Linked DNA regions of Sus scrofa: region 2 is linked to region 1. Evidence: chromatin contacts called from public Hi-C data. All regions are on one chromosome and are shown on one strand. The core of a region is the stretch at or near the end of the contact, and the rest is flanking DNA. Distances in the headings are between cores, read along the strand shown.

Region 1 (7,587 bases), core at 3,675-6,174:
TTTTATACTTTGTGGTAGTATTTAATACAAATATAATTCCCTCAGATTAAAAACAATGGAATGATGTTGAACTCAGAGGAGCCAACCAAGTAGGTACCTAGAAATAACTAATAAATTTGAACAGAGTATCAAAATTCATCATACAATTTAGCTGATCCCTTTGTCTTGACTGGCAGGGAATGAATGTGTATGGCATTAGCCCTACAGACCCAGCTGGCTTCAAAGCAAGAAGCTAGGATGAGAGCTAGGTAGTGTCAATAGGACATTCATGAAAGAATAGGTTTGTTTATATGTTGCAACTCTTGCTTCAGCTGTAATTCTACAAACTATAAATAAAAGTTAACATATTAAACATAAAGTTAAAACAGGAGGAAACGCAAGAAAGGTATATATGCTCATTTCCTCCATCTGCTAAATATTAGTTATCTCAAGCAGTACTTTTTCTTTCCAGTGGAATTTAAATAGTACGTTGGAGAAAACACAGCTTTGGAATATGTCAAAGAATACTGTACATGGAATAAAGGGGAAGCTATATAACTAAATATCAGAAATGAAGATAACCATTAGAAAGGTCAATTGTATAGTGTAATTTCTTGCAATTCTAAATAATTAAAAAAACCCACTGTTTTGGTAGAGTTCCATTGCAGTAATACTACCTACAAATTTTATTTATTTAGAAAAAATTTTTTTGGCTGCACCATTGCATATGGAAATTCCTGGGCCAGGGACTGAACCCAAGTCAAAGCTGTGAGCTATACCACAGCTTTGGCAACACAAGATCCTTAACCCACTGCACCACAGTGGGAACTCCTACCTCAGATTTTTAAAAAATTATACTATCTGTTGGAGTCTTCTTCATCTATTATGAAACTAGAAAGTGAAATTATGTTGTGATACAGTGAAAGACACAGCTTGCGAAGCCAGTTGGACTGAGTTTGAGTTCTAGTTTTGCCATAGAACTTTGATTTGGGGCAAAACGTCTCCGAGTTTGTTTCCACATTTGTAAAATGGGAACAATATTTATCTGCTAGGGCTGTTTGAAAATTGAGATAATAAGCTCAAAGTGGAGTTTCTTCCTCCTTCTACCCTGTCCTCATTCTAGAATTAACGCTATTGAACAGAACTCTACTGGAAGGTGAAAATACTCTATCAAGAGCGCTGTCTAGTATGGTAGCCATGTGACTACTAAGCACTTGAAATGTGGCTAATATGACTGAGAAGCTCAAATTCCAATTATATGTAATTTTAATTAATTTAAATTAAAAAAGCCACATGTGGCTTGTGGCTACCCTATCTAATAATATATATTATTATTATTATTATTTTTTAATAGGGCCACACCTGCAGAATATGGAAGGTCCTAGGCTAGGGGTAGAATTGGAGCTGCAGGCCTTTACCCCAGCCACAGCAATGTGGGATCTGAGCAGCATCTGCACCCTACATGGCAGCTTGAAGCAATGCCGGATCCTTAATTCACTAGCAAGATCAGGGATGAGACCCACATCCTCAAGGATACTAGGTGGATTCTTAACCCACTGAGCCACAACAGGAACTCCAACCATATCTACTATATTAAGCAGCACAATAAAGCATTGAAAGTATTTTTCTTTGAGGCTTTAAATCCTTATGGGAACCAGGAGAAGGTATAAAAAAATAAAGCAGGGAGATTCTCTGTAAATTTATTCCAGAATGCAGTTTACCTGAAATAGGGTAGATAGGCTTTGTGGTCATATATATCTGTGTTTAAATGCCATGTCTGTGTGACCCAAACCAATTTACCCCAAATTGCTAACACTCGGGCTCTCCATCTGAAGGATAGGAATATTCACTAAACTTACTGAACTAAAAGCACTGTGGAGATGACAAATTAATGGATTTGAGGTAGTAGCTGCTTAACAAATCTGGCTTTCTTTCCCCTCCCACATTCATTGTTTCCAACATGATCACTTTCCTCAAACTCTGGGCAAGTGCCTGAACTGTGCTAAATTTAATATCGACAAATGTAGTTAATGCCAACTGTTTGCCAATATATGTTTACTCCATTAAATGAAACTGCCAATATTTAGTTTTTTAAGAACCTAAACTTTAAAAATTATGACTAAAAAGAAAAATACTTTCAACAGAGAAAAAGCCTCACAAAACAAACTTTCAACTCTATTATTGAGAAACGGGAGTAGATATTGGCTAGGCATAGAAACTAGGTTTTCTGGCTGCCTTAATTCATTCAAGCTACTAAAAGTCCCAGATAAGGATTACTGCTTCTGAATTATCCTGCTACAAAATTTCTTAGTTGATTTGAAGATGAAAATAAAAAAATTAAAACCAAAACTGAACTTATGTTTGTTTTTATAACCAGAAATATACCTTGAAGACTTATGGCAAGTGTTATATCTTCTCTTAATGTGAAATATCAACATATTCCAAGCCCAATAAGATGTTCTGGCTACCTTTAAGATTCCTTTCAATAATGAAATATTCCAAATATCTTTATTAGGTTGTTAATCAAATACTTATAATGAAATAATTGATTATCACTCAGCCTCTTCATCAGGACTGGAAATTGGTGGAAGTTAGCCTAAAATTGACTTCTCTTGTATCTGAGGAACTCCGTCACTAGCTCAAGCCACACAAAGGCTATCTACATAATAACTACTACTCTTATCTTAATTTTAAAATGTCTGTTGCAGAACTTTTGCCACTGGATACTGCCAAACTGTGTCTACGACTGTTTCTCTTAACTTTTTTTTTTTCAGATAGTGGCAAGGCATAATGTGTGAAGACTAGTATGCTTCTTTGCACTAATATTTTGGTTGCTTCATTGTCATTTTAGATAGGGACTACAGAGGCAGATATTTTTGGTTGGGTAAATGCTATATTAAAAATCTAAACCTGTACACAATTTCTAACCACAGAACACACATTCTGTGCGAATCCTTGACTTAAAAAATATATCAAATAAAATATTTAATTTGGTCTGTCCGTTTAAATAATGTACTTTGGCCGTATTGTATTATCCCACAAGCTCTTTTAAGTAAACACACAAAAATAACTATTTCAGCTGATATGAGTTGGAAGACTTCTGGTTTTCATTTTACTTAACCAGAAGCAAGTAGTTTATCTATGACTTGCATTGAACATAGATATGCACACAAAATACAAGCAACTAAGAATCTCCACTTTCTTATTTCTATTCCAAATAACAAACAACACACCAAAGCACTTCTAAAGTATCTTCCTGCCACTAAGCACAGAAATCAGAAGTATATACTAATTTGCAATTGTCAATAAATCACACATACTAACAGATTAAGAGGAAATCAACTTGTTTTTAGACTTACCCTGGCTTGGATGTATTCTTTTGAATAACAGGTCACTTTAAGTCTCTAATTTTATTATTTTTATTGTAGCCACTTTTTAAAAATTTAGAATAACTACAAAACCAGCATGTACAATGTTGCTCAATTTTATGGTATGCCAACAAGTTCCATGAGTCTGAAGTTTATTAGTGTTATCTGGAAATGTATGTTATAACTACATTGCAAAAGAAGGGTTTCTAAACCAGCAACCTAAATATACACAGCTCTCTAAACGCAAAGTTCCAAAAACTTTTGGCTTGCAAAACTGGTGCGGGGTGGGGGTGGGGGGGTATGAATTTATAGCTCTTTTTTTTTCCTCAGTGAAAATACAATAAGTCATAATCAACGTGTATTTGAATACCTGCCTTCCTACTACCAAAAAAAAAAAAAAAAAAAAAAGAAAAAGAGAAAGAAACCGGACAGGCATGCCTGCTAGGTATATGAGCTCCACCCCCAAAACTCAGGGCGAATACCCTTGCCAGTATTTACTAGGATCTGCATTCTGGTATGCTTCATCTCACATTCATTGTTAATCTTGGAAAGCGTCTCCATACTAAAACTATTTTTTTTTAAGGTTGAAGTGTTGCTTATGTACCCGGACTTCATAGAGGGTTGGGACTTGGAGCTACGTGTACCTAAACGTGGCCCTATGAGTACTAGTAGAGAGAAAAGGGACATCAGTGGCAAAAAAAGAGTAAAGAAAGGAAAGCTGTGAATTACAGGGCCAAAAACTTTAGGTCCCTACTTTAGAAATTTTCCTTCTCTCCTGCCCACTACCATCCCAGGAGCTACAGTCTGAGGGCCAAGGTGACTGACGACAACTAAAAGGATTTTTTAAAACTCAGCACAAGAAAAAGCTGCGAGAAGAGTTGGGAAGAGAGAAAGATAAGAACTGAGAGCTGGTTCCTGGGACAACACTGGGACCCCGACTTCGGGGGAGAAACGCTGGAGGTGCCCGCGGCTGGGCTGGGTTGGGGACGGGCTGTCTCAGGTGCGGCAGACAAGGCGCGGGGGTCCAGATGTCGAGAAGGCTGCCAAACTAACCCGGTGCCCACGGGCCCTCCCATCAGAGGGGGGTCGCGCTTGATCTGCAGGGGGTCCTCACCCTCCCCTTCCAACTCCTCACCCGGGCCGTAGAACTTGCTGCCTTTGGTCACGTCGAAGACTTTCCCATTGACCGCGAGTAGGATGCGCGGCGTGCGGGACCCGTCATACTGGCGCAGCTGCTCCAAGCTGAAGTCCCGCTTCTTCATACGAGGCAGAGAAGCGGCTGGGCTCTCCTCGCCTGCCCCGGCTCCGGCGCCCAGACCCCGCCGCCCCCAGCGCACCCACAGCCGGTAGGCCCCCAGCAGCACTAGCGCCACCAGCGCCACGTTCAGCAGCATCTCCCCGCCCCCGTCAGAAGCGCCAACGCCGCTGTCGCCCAACCGCCCCCTTCTGCTGCCTCTCCCGCGCCGCCTGGGCTCTCGCTGCTGCCGTCGCTGCTGCTCTCGCTGCCACTCCCTAGGGTGCCTAGCTTCACGTCCCCATCACCCGCCGCCATCACTGCCCGCCAGCGCCTTCCTCCTCCTCCCCGCCCCCTGCCCGCCCCAACCTCACGGGGGCCCCGCCCATATGGGGGCCTCTCAGCCAATAACGTGAGGGTAGGGGGCGGGGCCAGATGGGCTCCCGATTGGGTGTTGACGGGGTAACGTTGTCTAGGATCCCTCCTCCACCTCCCTTCTTTTGCAGGCCGCGCTCGCGTGCGGCGCCCCGCCTACCTCGCCCCACACTTCCCTGCTTTTGCCCGTCATCTCTTCTAGTTGAAGTAGAAGGGGCGGTCCTGAAAAGATGCTGCGCGGGACGCGCGCGCGCATAGGCGGGGCAAAATTACTGCGCGTGCGCGGGTTCCGGGGCGCCACGCGCTCTCCTTTCCAATGCAACCCCTTCGGAAGGCACGCTCCGCCCAGTCCCCTCGCTGTGCGCGTGCGCCTAAAAGTCTCTTCCCTTCCCAGGCCTGGGTTGGCGTCCGCGAGCAGTTGCCTGTCTCTTGTCGCTCCGCCCGTGAGCTTCACGTGCGCCGAGGCTGCTGCTGAGGCGGGGCGGTCCCGGATTCCTTTCTGAGGGCATGAGTGGCTAGTGCGAGGCCTCGGCATAGTATTAACTGCTTTCGCAAATCGGTGAGGGGTGTCTCTCCCCTTGGACGCCGTCGCGCCCGTCCGGAAGCTATGAGCGTGGGCACTCAGGCAAAGCTACCGCCAGAAGTTTTGGCGATGAGCTGGTCTCCTGGCGCAGAGAGTGTACATAGAACCCGCATTGGAATTGTTTGGCAAAAGGAATCTACGTGCTGTCTGCGACAACGAGTAGCCACTCCCCAGTGGTTTTGGCCAAGGCTACTCTTGTCCAGTTTTCTTTCAGGTTTCAGTCTAAAGGTGTTATTCCTTAAGTCGTAATTTCTGGGGCGGTAGGGAAGTAGATGGGATAAGGTGGCCCTTCAATTCATTAGTTTAGCTTTATTTACAGTTTCTTTTCATCTACCTGGGCGTTGTAGAGTCTTAGCCTCACGTCCTTAAAATTCGGGTATAAGTGTCACCTGTGAAGCCTCATTCTGGATCTTTCACCTCACGCGCGCTCTCTTCATTTCACATACTCCCTTAGGCCTGAGTCTGTTTTTCTGCGTCTCAGTCTATGCCCCGCCCCGCCAAGCTGCTGTAAACTACTCTTGTGGTGAATGAAGGTTGTATCAGGGGAGTAACGGTTTCCGTTTAATCTTGAGGAATTGATGAGATGGAGGAGAGACGTGGGGGAGTATGGTATGCATATTAGGGAAACTAAGTGGTCCACTTTGGCTTTAAGTACTGAAGAGGGGCAAAGTCTGGAAAACTGAAATTTTAGTCTTTTGTATCAAGGGGTAGACTTGGGCTTTATATTGCCGGTTTTGGAGAAGCCACTGAAGATATTGAAGGGGCAAGTGACAGATGAGAGCTCTAGAGAGATTATCTACTGGGATTAGTATGAAAGATTGGAGTGGGGAAAAGAATGGGAAACCAGTTAGTAGGCTTCCGTATTTGTGCAAGAAGTGAGGGCTCACAGAACTAATTGTGCCATGAGAGCAAGGGTCTGCAGGCTTTTCTTTTTTTAAAGGGCCAGATATTAATATTTTAGGCATATTTGTCATAATTACTGAACTCTGCCTTGTAGTGAGAAAGCCTCTATTGACAGTATTTAAAGGAGTGAGCATGACTGTACCCAGTAAAACTTTATGAACACTGAAACTTCAATATATTTTTAGATATCATGAAATAGCATTCTTTTGACTTTTTTCCAATCATTTAAAAATGTAAAACTTTTTGTTGTTGTTGTTGTTTTAGGGCCACACCTGTGGCCATATGGAGGTTCCCAGGTTAGGGGTAGAATTGGAGCTGCAGCTGCTGGTCTATGCCACAGCCACAGCAACTAGGGGTCTGAGCCACGTCTGCCACCTACACCACAGCTCATGGCAACACCAGATCCTTAACCCACTGGCCCACTGGGCGAGGCCAGGAATCAAACCCGCATCCTCATGGAGCCCAGTTAAGTTCATTAACCGCTGAGCCATGAAGGGAACTCTTAGGGAGTTCCCATCATGGCTCAGCGGTTAACGAATCCGACTAAGAACCGTGAGGTTGTGGGTTCCATCCCTGACCTTGCTCAGTGGGTTAAGGATCCGGCGTTGCTGTGAGCTGTGGTGTAGGTTGTAGACGTGGCTTGGATCCCGCGTTGCTGTGGCTCTGGCGTAGGTTGGCAGCTATAGCTCCGATTCAACCCCTAGCCTGGGAACCTCCATGTGCCGTGGGTGCGGCCCTAGAAAAGGCAAAAAGTAAAAAAAAAAAAAAGTTTTTCATTTACAGATGTACAAAAACAACCTACAGGCCATAGTTTAGTGACCCCTAGTTTAGAGGTATTTCCTTTAGCCAAGAGAACAAGGTTTAGTTAGTAGTAAATAAGTGACCATGTTTAGTCTATCCTCCAATCTGAAATACTTTTTTGGAAGTGAAAGGGGCATTATTAATTCCATTGAGAGAATAGGAGTTAAATAAGATTGTCTCAAGATGCATTTTAATGAGTGGTCATCCTAAGGTTAAGAGAAGTCAGAATTGCTTTAGGACCTGGTAAAAGAAAATGGAGGATGGAGATGCCAATAATGGAAACAACGAGATTGGAAAGAGGTTGGTTTTAAGGAGAACACAGCTGTCCCAAGTGTCATATGGTT
Region 2 (7,587 bases), core at 2,682-5,181, 44 kb before region 1:
AGAACCATATTTTCATAATTGTTAGCCATTGTTGGTGGGAGTATACATTAGTACAAAAGCTCTATGATTGAAAATTTAGCAGTAGCTTTCAAAATTTTAAGCACATTTACCATTTGACCTAGCAATTCCACTTCTAGGAATTTACCCTGAAAATACAGTCTTTGCACCTGTGTACAAAGATAGACTGACTGATCTCTCCTAATTCCACTGTGTTGTCTTATCCCAGCTTGATCATGATCCCTGATATGCCCCACACAGCTTCCTGCCTTTTGCAGTTTTCCTGGTGTTCCTTCTTCCTCCACTCCATTGCGCCTATTTGCCTTTTCAGGTCCAGATCAAGGTCTGCCTCTCAGAGCCCCTTGCTCTTCTCAGCCCTTTCAGAACTTGTTCTCTGACCCCCACTTTGTGCATGTGGTGCCTGTCTTATTACATCTCTCTTTATGGCTCTAGGCTCTAGTACCTGTGCTTTTCACTCCTAAAGTGATCATTTAAGAAAAACAAGTTCAAGAAAAAAGACCCTATGGACTGCAATCATATAGTTTATATGTGGCAAACAAAGATTTATAACTTGTGATTTACAACATCCCAAATACAATACCGAAGACGGTGTGTGGTGGAGGGACTGAGATGTCCCTTCCCAGGCTGTGGAACTTAGTGTGCAATAATGGACATTTAATCTTTCTCCCCACTCCCATCTCTTGTTTCCCAGGATACTATGGCAATTGTTTGTTCATAGATGCCACATAAGCTCTTAGAGGCAGCTGAGAATTAAGTTGCTTATTAATTCATTTGGTCTTGACCTACATATGGTTGAATAATCACAGGGCCATCTGTCTTCCTTAATTAACATGCAGAGATGAGGAGATTTCTCCCTACCTTCTGTGGATCGCTTGTGAATCTTATCAAGAGGGCCCCTGAAACGACTTGGTGCCAGAGTCCAGGCAATTGCTTATAAGTGAGACTAACAGCTAATGGGGAGGGCTTTTGTTGTTTTCACTTGTTTCGTCTTTTTAAAAAGACCTCCTGTTGTGACTAGCCCTTGCTATTTCACCAGCCAAAGGCAATCTCATAAATGAATAAGCAATAGTGTATTTCAGGTTCAGGAGATGAAATGAGAAATTTTCCCAGATGCCTGTGAACTTCATCTCCCACAGGCTTCTACTTTTCCCAAAGGTCCTCACATTTACCTGTATGAAATAGATGAACTAAAGCAGTTGTATGGGCTGAAAAAAATTTTCCCTTCTTCTCTTCTAGGTTCTTTGTCTATTCTAATAAATTGATGTAAAACAGACCAACGATAGAAAAATGACAATAGTTTAATAACATGTCTACCTCCTGTATATGTGGGGGGTGCCCAGGACAACTGAGTAACTTGCCAAAATGGCTGAACCTCTCACCTTAAATACCATCTTCAGCCAAAGGCAAAATAAGATGGGGGTGGAGAGTCAGTGAATTTACCAGGAAAAGCACAGTAAACAAGGGTAAGGCTCTTAGGCAGATTTGAGTTCTTGCTTTCTCCATAGGTAAGATTTTCTAGTGATTTGGTCATCTTCCATGTATAGAGAGGGAGATACCCTTACAAACAGAAATTTTCCTTATAATTTTTTTTTTTTTTTTTTTTTTTTTTGCTTTTTAGGGCCTCACCCGTAGCATGTGGAAGTTCCACTAGGGGTCTAATCAGAGCTACAGCTGCCAGCCAGAGCCAGAGCCACAGCAACAGTAACACAGGATCTGAACTGCATCTGCAATCTACACCACAGCTCATAGCATCATTGGATCCTTAACCCACTATGTGAGGCTAGGGATCAAACCAGAGTCCTCATGGATCCTAGCTGGGTTCATTATCACTGAGCCACAACAGGAAATCCATAAATGTAAATTTTTTTTTTGCAAAAGGCCAACTTCTACTCAGTTTTCAGGGCTTCTCTCATGTCTGCTGTTTTTTTTGTTTTTTAATATGCCAAAAAGGTATATTTTGGGGTGGCAAAATCTGTGTTCCTTCACAGTCTATTATAGAGTGCTACTTCCTCTTCATTGTTGACATGAATATGATGGGTAAAAAGACTGTCAATTAAAACTAGACAAACCCTTATTTATTTTTTTATTGTAGTATAGTTGACTTACAGTATTATATTAGTTTCAGGCATAAATGTAGTAGTTTGATATTTTTATAGATTATGCTCCATACAAATTATTACAAAATATTAATTATATTCCCTGTGCTGTACATTATATCCTTGTAATTTATTTCATACCTAGTAGTTTGTACCTCTTAATCCCCTTCACCTATTTTGCCCCTCCCCCAACCCTTCTTTCCTCTGTTCTCTGTTTTCTGTTTGTTATGCAACCAAATTTGGGTCCCCTTGCCTACGCGCAGTAAAGCCAATCTTCCTACACCCAGCTGTGGTAAAGGAAAGTGCAGCATTTATTGTAAGACACCAGACAAAGAATCTAGGGCAGCTAATGCTCAAAAAACCTAAACTCTCTGAAGGATTTCAGAGAAGCATTTTTAAAGGCCAGGTGAGGAGTTCCCATCGTGGCTCAGCTGAAGCAAATCTGACTGGCACCCATGAGGACTCAGGTTCGATCCCTGGCCTAGCTCAGTAGGTTAAGGATCTGGCATTGTCATGAGCTTTGGTGTAGGTTGCAGATGTGGCTCAGATCTTGCGTTGCTGTGGTTATGGCCTAGGCTAGCATCTCTAGCTCCAATTCAACCCCTAGCCTGGGAACCTCCATATGCCAGGGTATATGACCAGCTCATGCTCTCTGATTGGTTGATGGTGAGGTAACAGAGCAGTGTCACAGGGGTTAACATTATCAATCCTCAGGCTCCAGTAGGTCTGGGGGCTGCCTGCTCATGGTCATCAGGTAATTAACTTCTTCCTTTGAGTGGGTGTTTAAGCATCTGTAAAAGCACTCACAAAATGAGCATCAGATTGATAGAATTTGCTCCAGAATGATAGAATGGCAGTTTCCTCAGTACCTGCCCTGTGATAGGAAATCATTGAAATAGCAGGTGCTTTACAAATTTACTAAAGCAAAAGTACATATTCAGAGAGAGAGTAAAAAGAGGTCCTACCTCACTTTACAATTGTTTTTATATTCCCATGTTGCAGACCTGAGTGGGGACCAAATTTCTGCTCCAGTCCCACAAATTTTTCCTGTCCCATCCCCCCTGTGCGCTGTGTAAGGGCTGAGTGTTGTTTGATCTCTGTATAGGGCATATTTGATCTTCTGATTGGCTTCCGGCAGGGCAGGATACCTTATTTGCATGGGGAACAGGTTATACAGCCGTGGGAGGAGAGATGGAAGACATTCCTTCCCTAGTAGGGAGTGAGCAGGCCAATTTGCTCAAGGTGGGGGAAGGGGCATTACAGTGAGACTCGCAGAGGCTTTTGTGTTTAATCTCCTTGAAGAGGACTTGAAACCCATAACAAGATTGTGTTATCTAAGTACTTCAGAGAGGAACTAAAGATTCTGTGACTGCCACTTGTCTGATTTACTATTTAAATTCTTACCAGTTCTCCTGGCCCAATTGCTACTTTTGTTGCTACATATTCACATCTGTTCAATCATTAATTCTTTTTTTTTTGTTTTTTGTTTTTTTTTTTTTTTTAATGGCTACACTTGCAATATATGGAAGTTCCTAGGCCAGGGGTTGAATTTGAGCTGCAGCAGCAATCTGCACCACAACTGTGGCAATGCATTATCCTTAAGCCAGTATGCCAGGGCAGGAACTGAATCCATGCCACCTATAGACAATGCCAGATCTTTAACAGGCTTTTGGAACTTAGAGGAGGCCTGGGAGACTACAGCATTTCTACAAACAAGAGACAGGCCAAGGACATGGGATGATCCCCTACATCTACCATTCTGCTGCACATAAACTATTTATGTCACTTGAGCCCTAGTATACCCTGTGAGGTAGCAGGGCAGGTGTAAAGTAAACTGAGCCCTAGAGAGGGGAGATACTTGTTAAGGTCATTGGTTGTAAGCGCAGAGTTGGAATTAGAAACCTGATTCTGGTCTTTTTTTTTTTTTTTTTGTCTTTTTGCCTTTTCTTGAGCTGCTCCCGCGGCAGATGGAGGTTCCCAGGCTAGGGGTCCAATCGGAGCTGTAGCCACCGGCCTACGCCACAGCCACAGCAACTCGGGATCCGAGCCGCGTCTGCGACCCACACCACAGCTCACAGCAATGCTGGATCCTTAACCCACTGAGCATGGGCAGGGATCGAACCTGAAACCTCGTGGTTCCTAGTCAGATTTGTTAACCACTGTGCCACAACAGGAACTCCCTGGTCTCCTTTTAAAGTACTCTTTCTGGAGTTCCCATCTTGGTGCAGTGGAAATGAATCCGACTAGGAACCATGAGGTTGCGGGTTCGATCCCTGGCCTCGCTCTGTGGGTTAAAGATCCAACATTGCCGTGAGCTGTGGTGTAGGTCAAAGATGCAGCTTGGTTCTGGTGTTGCTGTGGCTGTGGCGTAGGCTGGCAGCTATAGCTATGATTCGATCCCTAGCTTGGGAACCTCCATATGCTGTTGCAGCCCTAAAAAGACAAAAGACAAATAAAGTGCTCCTTCAGTTCTACGACCCTAATGGGGTTCCATATACATATAATATATATGTATATACATACAGTACCATAACATCATGACCAGTTATTTGTAATGTGACCACAAGCTACTGTAGGGAGCAGAATTTGCCATCCTAAAATATATCTCTTTGGCATATTCATTGTTTTAGGTTAGTTATTTTCAGATAAACAGCGGACAGGAGGAGGACTCTAAAAAACAAGTGGGATTTGTCTATTGTAAGAAACGTTTACATTTGTAAATTGAAAATGTCCATTTGTAAGGGTATCACCCTCTCTATACCTGGAAGACAGTGACCAATCTTGAGAAACTCTTATCTGTGGAGAAGGCAAGGACTTAAATCTGCATAACAATCTTACCCTGCTTTTCCTGATAACTTTACTTAACTCTCCACCCTCAACATTTTCTTTTGTCCTTAGCTGAAGATGAAGTTTAAGGTGAGGGCTTTGGCCATTTTGGTAAGGTACTGAGTTTCCTGACTTTCTCCCATGTATACATGTTATTATATACATGTTATTTCTCCCATGTATACATGTTACTGAATTTTCTCCTGTTACTGCAACTCATGTCAATTTAACTCTTAGATCAAGGAATTCTCTTCTTCTAGGTCTCCGAGAAGCTGGAAAGGGAGAGGAAAATTTCTTCCTCCCCAACACTGCTTTATACCTCTAAGAGTGCAGAGTGGGCCCGTCTGAATAAAAACACATTGACTGGGACCTTGCTAGAGGTAAAGAACTATGAGAGCATGAGTTTGAATTTTCTCCTTCTTCTCTTGAATGCTTCTGTTGCCAAAACTAGGCCTCTGTCAGCTGTTACCAAATAGAAATGTGGAGACAGTTTTTGAGTGAAGGAGAAAAAGATAGCTTTATTTGCCAGGCAGAGGGGGCCATGGTAGACTAATGTCTTAAAGACTGTGGAAGAGACTGGGAGATGGCTTTATAGTTTGGGGAGTAGAAAAATAGGGCCATTGATAAGGATCAGCATAGAGGCAAACTTGCGTTGTCTTTCAAAGCTGGTGTTTAGTGTCCCCAAGACTGGTTCTGGTGGTCCTCCTTCCTGGAATGAAGAATGATTCATCAAGTAGTTCTCCAGTTTGTTGGGTGTTTTAATTCTACCGAAAGGCTCAAAGATATTGTTATATTCCTTGAGGAGGAACCAGGACCCTGCCCCAAGCCTGCACTATTGTCTCTCTGCTCCTCTCTGGTGTCTGCATTCCCTCCCTTCCCTGATTAGCAACTACCCTTTGGAACTTAGGGAAGGTCATGGAAGCTGAAGCTTATTCCCTAAAAACAAGAAATGGAGGACACAGAAAGACTTGTGCGCCCAGGAGCCTCACAGAGCCCTGCTTGGCTATACTTCCACCACATATTGAAATCCATCTGCATATAAATGATGGGCTACGAAAAGAATCTTAAAATAGAATAAAATTGAGTTCCCGGTTGTGGTTCAGTGGTTAACGAATCTGACTAGGAACCATGAAGTTGTGGCTTCGATCCCTGGCCATGCTCAGTGGGTTAAGGATCTGGCGTTGCTGTGGCTCTGGTGTAGCCCAGCGGCTACAGCTCTAATTAGACCCCTACCCTGGGAACCTCCATAAGCTGCAGATGCAGCCCTAGAAAGAAACAAACAAAGAATAAAGTTGGAAAGCTCACACTTTCCAATTTCAAAATGTACTACAAAGTTAAAATCAAAATATGTGATATTGGCATGCACCTGGACATACAGACCAATGGAAAAGGCTAGAGAGCCTAGAAACAACCCTCACATGTATTCAGTTAATTTTCAACAGGGGAGCCAAGATCATTCAATGAGGAAAGGACCATCTTTTCAAGAAATGGTACTGGTAAAACTGGATATCCAACATGCAAAAGAATGAAATTGGACATTTCCTTTATACCGTATACAAAAATTAACTTGGAATGAGTCAAAGACCTAAGTGAACGAGCTGAAGCTATAAAACTCTTTGAAAAAAATACAGGGATTTGACAATGGTTTGAGTATGACACCCAGAGCACAGGCAACAAAAGAATATACAGGTAAATTCAACTTCATAAAAATAAAGAACTCGTGTACATCAAATGATGCTATGGAAAGAATGAAGAGATAACCTACAGAATGAGGAAAGATATTTGCAGATCATAGGTCTGATAAGGGATTAATATCCAGAATATGTAAAGGCTCCTATAACTCAACAACAAAAACAATTCAAGGAGTTCCCGTCGTGATGCAGCAGAAATGAATCTGACTAGGAACCGTGAGGTTTTGGGTTTGATCCCTGGCCTCGCTCAGTGGGTTAAGGATCTGGCCTTGCCTTGAGCTGTGGTATAGGTCAGATGCAGCTAGGATCTTGCACATTGCTCTGGCTGTGGCATAGGCTTCAGGTGCAGCTCTGATTAGACCCCTAGCCTGGGGACTTCCATATGCTATGGGTGCAGCCAAAAAAAAAAAAAAGACAGCCCACAGAATAGGAGAAAATATTTGCAATGATGCAACAGACAAGGGCCTAAACTCCAAATATACAAACAACTCATGCAACTCAACAACAAAAAAACAGCCAAACTGAAAAATGGGCAGAAGACCTAAATAGACATTTTCTCCAAAGAAGACATATGGATGGCCAATAGGCATATAAAAAAAAATTCAATATCACCAATTATTAGAGAAATCAAAGTTAAAACTCCAGTGAGGTACCACCACACACCAGTCAGAATGGCCATCATTAACAAGTCAACAAATAACAAATACAATGCTGGAGAGGGTGTGGAGAAAAAGGTACCCTCCTCAACTGTTGGTGGGAATGTAAACTGGTACAACTGCTATGGAAAACAGTATGGAGTTACCTCAGAAAATCTAAATATAGATTTACCATATGATCCAGCAATTCCACTGCTGGGCATATATCTGGGCAAAACTTTCACTGAAAAAGATACATGCACTCCTATGTTCACTGCAGTACTATTCATAATAGCCAAGACATGGAAACAACCTAAATGT

What was found. Hi-C and Micro-C count contacts between places; a contact is called where the count stands out from the background.
Region 2: a Hi-C map of epiblast stem cells shows a contact between it and region 1, with 2.3 times the contacts expected there. The contact joins the enhancer-like site here to the promoter of PGRMC2 in region 1. A contact is called at or near these places in 5 of 47 Hi-C or Micro-C datasets (embryonic fibroblasts, epiblast stem cells, fetal heart ventricle and 2 more).

What each region holds. Positions count from the first base shown.
Region 1 is chr8:96,690,160-96,697,746 of Sscrofa11.1, reverse strand. PGRMC2 (progesterone receptor membrane component 2) reads right to left here and starts at 4,924. Exons shown (of 4, transcript NM_001097521.2): 1 at 4,751-4,924; 2 at 4,483-4,748. The coding sequence starts at 4,899. It overlaps LOC102166663 (a long non-coding RNA gene), which reads left to right and starts at 4,179. Exons shown (of 5, transcript XR_002346425.1): 1 at 4,179-4,307.
Region 2 is chr8:96,733,350-96,740,936 of Sscrofa11.1, reverse strand. No RefSeq gene overlaps it. Among named protein-coding and RNA genes, the nearest start is that of PGRMC2, 44 kb to the right of the region's middle. Within about 2 kb of position 3,931, at least 6 of the 83 cell types and tissues checked have an H3K27ac peak or open chromatin away from gene starts, as enhancers often do. A contact at or near this core is called in epiblast stem cells, where this site is marked.